Regions from separate parts of the Mus musculus genome. Here region 1 is linked to region 2. The links are chromatin contacts, called in public HiChIP or PLAC-seq maps. All regions are on one chromosome and are shown on one strand. The core of a region is the stretch at or near the end of the contact, and the rest is flanking DNA. Distances in the headings are between cores, read along the strand shown. Region 1 overlaps Cux1 (cut-like homeobox 1). Region 2 overlaps Sh2b2 (SH2B adaptor protein 2).

Region 1 (2,901 bases), core at 393-2,892, 280 kb after region 2:
CTACAGGCACCCACACCTACTCGCCCACCCACTGGAAGGGGGCGGGGAGATACACAAAAATAAAAATAAAATCTGTTAAGAAAAGACATACTGTTTTCTAACTAGAGGAACAAAAAAGGTGGGGAGGGACAAAATGGGCAAGTGTACAAGTCCTTGCCAGTATATGACCTTCCCAGGGACCTGGGGGTGACAGGACCTCCATGTTGTAAGCCTTGGAGAGCAATCTTTGTATGTGACAGTTGGCCATCTTCATCCCCCTTTAAAATTAAGGTTAACCAATAAGCATGAAAACTCTTCACATAATCTTACAGCACACAGTAGCTGGGTTTACATGGTTTACCTAATCTCAAGGACACACCGTGTTCTGTGGCAAACCCAGAGTAAATGAGATGAGAAAGGATAATGTGGGCTGTTGGGATGGCTCTGTGGTTTGCTGGCAAGCCTGACAACCTGATCTCGATCACCAGATCTTAGAACCAGATCCACTAGACCTCCACTTGTATACCATAGAACACAGACAGACACACACACAAGGTACACATTTGTGGACTCCAAATTCCTTTAAGAAACACCACCCTGGCTTGTAAGGAACGGCACTGAACTTCAGCTCTAGAACCAGTCTGAACCACTTGTACCTGGTGGCCTTCAACAAGCCATGTCACCCACAGAGTGGGCACAGTGTCTTACAGGTCCTTCTAGAGAAGGGTGGAAAGGTCTAGTGAGACAGACCATAGTCTAAGCAGTTGTTGTGGCTGTTACTCCTGCTGTTCTGGGCCCCATAGACATCTACACAGCAGCAACAAACCCCAAACTTGCTAAGAGTGGTACTGCATGCTTAAGGTTGTGGGGGGGAGCAGTTGCTACTGTTAGCTGCCTGTGACCATTAGTGCTAATTGTCAATTTGACAAAATCTAAAATTGCCCAAGAGATGGGTCGCTTGATGTGCCTGTGGGGACATCTTGACTGCATTAACTGTGGCGGGGAGGACAGCCCTATTCCCTGGCTGGGATCCTGCACCGGACAATGGAGAAGGGGAGCCAAGTAGCACATGCATTCACCGAGCTCTGGTTCTCGCTATGAACGTGATGAGGCCACTTGCTCCTTGTGCTAGCCTGAATAGCTAGTCTAGCCTACTCTGTGTTCTGGGCCGTATAAGCCTTTCAGTGAATCTCTTAAGATGGAGAAATTTTAACCAAGAGACCCAAGATTTGGAGGGTTGTAGTTTTGCTTTACACCCATCACAACCCAGAGCAAAAATAAACTGCAGCTGCATCTGACAAGCCTTGCACCACATACAATACCTGCTAGACTCTAAGATACTAAGACGTGAGAGACAGCATCCCGAGGTGAATAATGAAATATACTGAACATCAGACAGCAGGCGTTCTAAGAGCAGCCAGTGTCAGGCGGGGAGGGGAAGTCAGCCCATTAGACTGTACAGAAGGGATGCCTTTACAGATCAACTGGGCAGTATGCATTGCCTGGTACTGGACTGTTTCTGAAAAGTCTACCTCAGGCACTAGGTTCTCTGGACACAAATAAGGCAGCCTGACTTCTGTCTTCGGCCTCTTGGCTCCAAACAGGAGTCGCCTTCCTCTTTCTCCTCCCAACTACCCACAGAGCCCTCCTGAGCCTCACCAGAAGCACTATGAATCAGAAGTCCAGTGTACTTTGCTTCCTGTGTCCCCAGACCATAGTACCCACCACCCTCCCAGCAGGGCCCTGCCTAGGAAACATGGTTCTGCGGACACTGCCACTCCCATGGGCCTTGAGATGAACCTGAGGGAGAAGCAGCCACAGACCTCCATTACTCTGTTCTCTAAGCAGTTACTGCTAACTGTCTGGGAGATGCTTCCTCCAAGGCTCCCTCTGCTTGGGCCTTTCAGAGTTCACTCAGAATACACTCAGAGACAAATTCAATCCTTTATTCACTTGGTCACTGATATGACATGCTGCCCACCTAAATCACATGGTGCACTTCAGTGGAGGGATGTGCTCAACTGGTAGAGAATCCGCCTGCCATGTCTGAAGTTCTAAGTTGGCTCTTCGGCCCTGCATAAACTGGGCATGGTGGTGCACAGCTGTACTCTCAGCACTCAGGAGACTAAAACAGGAGGAAAAGTGGTCTGATGCCAGGCTGGCTTACATAGTGAAAGACTGATGATCTTTTTTTTTTTTTTTTTTTTAAAAATAAGAGGGCCAGTGGAATAGCTGATTTAGTATGGGTGCCACCCACAGAGCCTGAGAACCTGCATTCGATCCCCGGGATCCACATGGAGGAAGGAGAGAATCGATTACACACAAATGAGTTTACTCAAGTCAGCCTGCTCAGTGCTCTAGCCAAAACACATCATGGACATACAGACCCAAACTTCTGCACAACGGAGACAGGCCTGAGAGCTCTTCAGAGGACTGACCCAACAGCATATTAACTGGACGCAAGGAATGAAACTAAGGGAGACAAGCAGGCTGGAGCATCTAAACTGCAGTTCCCAGCAGCTGCACAGGTAAAAATTAAATCAAGATCTCAGTTTCTCTGGGCTGGGGATGTAGCTTACTTGGTAGAGTAATTGTCTAGTGTGCAGAAAGCCCTGAGTTAAGTCTCCAATACTACCCAAAGTGAGCATGGTGACACATGCCCATCATCCCTGCACTTGGGAGATGAAGTTAGAAGTTCAAGGTCATCCTCAGCTATATAAAGAGTTTAATGCCAGCCTGGGCTATATATGGGGCCCTATTTCAGAAATAACACAAGGCTACTTTGGCTTCTTAGTCACTAACCGCACGTCAAGGATCACAAGCCATATGTGATGAATGGTAACATAAAGTCTTTTGGCCCTATCAGTTGGTCCAGAAAAGTCTGTTAGACAGTGCTGATTTTCTGACCTTCCAGGTTTTAAG
Region 2 (2,869 bases), core at 19-2,518:
CTGTGCCACTGCTGTGGTCCCTGTGAGTGACAGGCATGAGGGTCTGTCTTGCCTCAGTGTCCCACTACATTAGAGAGAGTCCTTTATTGCTTGCGCTCTTTCTGCTGTGACCTTTGGGAGAGGGGAGGGGTTACCTTATTGCCTCCCACTTGTTAACTCTTGGATCCAGTTTAGCCTGAGGACACCACAGGGGGCTGCAGAGATGGAGAAAAGAGAGCTTCCAGCTCCTGAGTTCAATTCCTGGCACCCAAGCAGGTATCCCACAACTAACAGTGACTACAGCATCTAGGGGATTTGATGCCATCTTCTGGTCCTGGGCATGAACATAGCCATATACTTAAATAAAAACAAGTCTTGGAGGGAAAAGGGGGGGATCTGACACGCCCCTTCCTCATCCTCTTCTTTTGGCAGCACTTGGGCTCAAACCCAGGGCATTGCACATGCTAATGCTCTATTGAGTCACACCCCAGCCCCTTACTAGGGGATCTTGGCAGGTGCTCTATCACTGAGCCACGCTCCAGCCCCTCACTGGGGGATTCTAGGCAGGGGCTCTACCACTGAGCCACGCCCCCAGCCCCTCCCTGGGGGATTCTAGGCAGGGGCTCTACCACTGAGCCACGCCCCCAGCCCCTCCCTCACTGGGGCGCTCTAGGAAGGTGCTCTACCACTGAAGCCCTTCACTGCTATCTTTAAGGCAGGCACTCTCTCTCCACTCGCTTATATTCTAGGCCTCAATTCTGAAAAGCTGACAGAGCTCCAAACATTTACTCTCAGGTCCCTTCTCTCAAGGTAAGATGGAGGCCTGTAACTGACTTAGCAAAGTGGGCCCCCAGCCACAACCAACTGGAGCTGCTAAAAGCTGACTTAGCATTGTGCTTTGCATTTCTCCCTTACGCGTGCTTAGCAGTGTGCTCTGTCATTTTCCCGGCAGCTGCAACCAGCAAGGCTCTTGGAGCCACCGCAGGGTACTCAGCTCCCCTTATGGGGAAGCAGCTGTGGGTGTCTCGCCTGACGCTCTGGAGTCTCTAGCTTTTCCGGGCCTGTGATGTACGCTGCCGGCTCGGGCCCTTCAAGGGCAGGGGAGCCCTAGGTCTGTGGGTCTGACTTGGGAAGGAGACATTAGCCTGTATCTACAGGACAAGAGTCTTTCTCAGAGGTGAGCAAGCTGGGGGATGTCAGCTGTGGCTCTGCTTATGGGGAAACATGGGATCTCTCGAGGTCATTTCTCAATCATCTGCGTCATAGCTGGGACACCCCGTGTCTCCACTTGCTCAATCCTAACAGGCTAAGGTGGGGAATTCCTGCCCCGACAACCCAGTCCCTCCTGGAAGGCCTTCATTGACTTGCCCGAGGACACCCTTACTGTCCTAACCAGGACGCAACATCTCAGCAACCCCACGCCCTCACTCGACATACAAACCATTTATCATGGCTACTGTGAGTGTCTCATCTCCCCTCCCTGCCCTTCATTTTTTGAGACGGTGCCTCACGTAGCTCAAGCTGGCCTTAGATTTGCCATTTAGCTGAGAATGGCCAGGAACTCCTGATCCTCCTACTTCCACCTTTGAAGTGCTGGAATTCCGGGCACGCACTACCACATCCTGTTTATGGGGTCCTGGGGATGGACCCAGGAAGTCCTAAAAGCTACTTACAAGCTCTTTACCAAATGAGCCACATCTCTGACTCTGGTTTCATTCCTCAAATTATCTCTCTTTTCCAGTTCCCTTCAGTCTGCCCCTCCATCCATGCCCCGCCCACAGCTGACTCCCTGAGTCGGGCTCTTCATCCCACCTGCCTCCTGTAAGATCTGGCTTAGCAAGCCTGTGGCAGTGTGGCAGTTCCAGATCACAGGGAGACCACTTCCTTCCCAGTGGTGACAGCACAGTAGAATGACCACAGGAGAGCAGGGGGTAGTCCCTAAAACAGGCTCTTTAATAATGTTTGTCTTCACTGAAGAGCTTGGCTTTTCCCCCCAGCATTGGGCTGGGGCTGGTGGGCGTGGCAGGCTGTCCTAGGCTAGGCAGACCACAGCCTGGTCAGGTTATTGGAGTATGTGACCCAACACTGGTGGGCAGGGCCTGAGGTTGCTAGGAATCAGTGGGTAGGCCTTCATGGGCTTGATAGACGTGGCTTGCTGCCCTTGAGTGAAGCAGGCAGCCAGTGGGTAGGCCATGCCACTGTAGGAGTAACCAACTATCAGTGGCCAGGGCCTGAAGTCACCAAATGTGTTTAGTTGTCAGTGAGCTAGCTGCCTGTTATGGATTCGGTGGCCCTTATAAAAATAGCTGCTAATGGGAGTGGCCATCCACCAGTGGGTGGGGCCTGAAATCATTGGCGGGCTATCATGATGTTTGATCGACTGTGGATATAGCCTTGGCCTGCCACACATGGTCACAGTGGGCCCCTGGGGTCTGAAGTGGCTAGGCTGGCCAGCTATTTTGGCCATGCTAGACCATAGGTAGGTGTATTTAGCCATTCATTAGGTGTTGCTGACCATCGTGGGCTAGCCAGGCTGTGGGTGGGCAGGACAGACAACAGGTGTCCTTGGCCTGCTGTGATGTGCGTGACACCCGTGGGTAAAAGGCATGGCAGCTAGTAAAAGGAGTACTGATTCTCCACAGCACGAGCACGGCCCAGCGTGGCCTCTGTGGGCTCCTCAGTGGCTCCAGATGCAGCATCCAGCAGGTGCTCTGTGCTGTTGCTGCGGCTGTGCGCACTGAGCGGCCCCTCGGCTGGGCGTGGGGGCAGGGATGTGGCAGAGGACGATGAGCCGGATGAAGACGAAGCTCCAGCGCCATTGGACGGTGAAGCGGGCGGGCAAGTGGCCGTGGCCAGGCTGGAGAAGTAGTGCTGGCCAGCCGGCTCCGTC

The links. HiChIP or PLAC-seq counts read pairs in DNA pulled down with a chosen protein or histone mark.
Region 1: an H3K27ac HiChIP or PLAC-seq map of microglia shows a contact between it and region 2, with 4 times the contacts expected there. The contact joins two enhancer-like sites. A contact is called at or near these places in 1 of 115 datasets of contacts at active chromatin or transcription factors (microglia) and 1 of 9 other capture datasets (adipose tissue).

Annotation. Positions count from the first base shown.
Region 1 is chr5:136,494,124-136,497,024 of GRCm38.p6, forward strand. The region is part of intron 1 of Cux1 (cut-like homeobox 1); the gene reads right to left. Among named protein-coding and RNA genes, the nearest start is that of Cux1, 72 kb to the right of the region's middle. Within about 2 kb of position 1,643, at least 15 of the 459 cell types and tissues checked have an H3K27ac peak or open chromatin away from gene starts, as enhancers often do. A contact at or near this core is called in microglia, where this site is marked.
Region 2 is chr5:136,216,238-136,219,106 of GRCm38.p6, forward strand. Sh2b2 (SH2B adaptor protein 2) reads right to left here. Exons shown (of 9, transcript NM_018825.4): 9 at 1,912-2,869. The coding sequence ends at 2,593. Among named protein-coding and RNA genes, the nearest start is that of Prkrip1, 19 kb to the left of the region's middle. Within about 2 kb of position 1,269, at least 67 of the 459 cell types and tissues checked have an H3K27ac peak or open chromatin away from gene starts, as enhancers often do. A contact at or near this core is called in microglia, where this site is marked.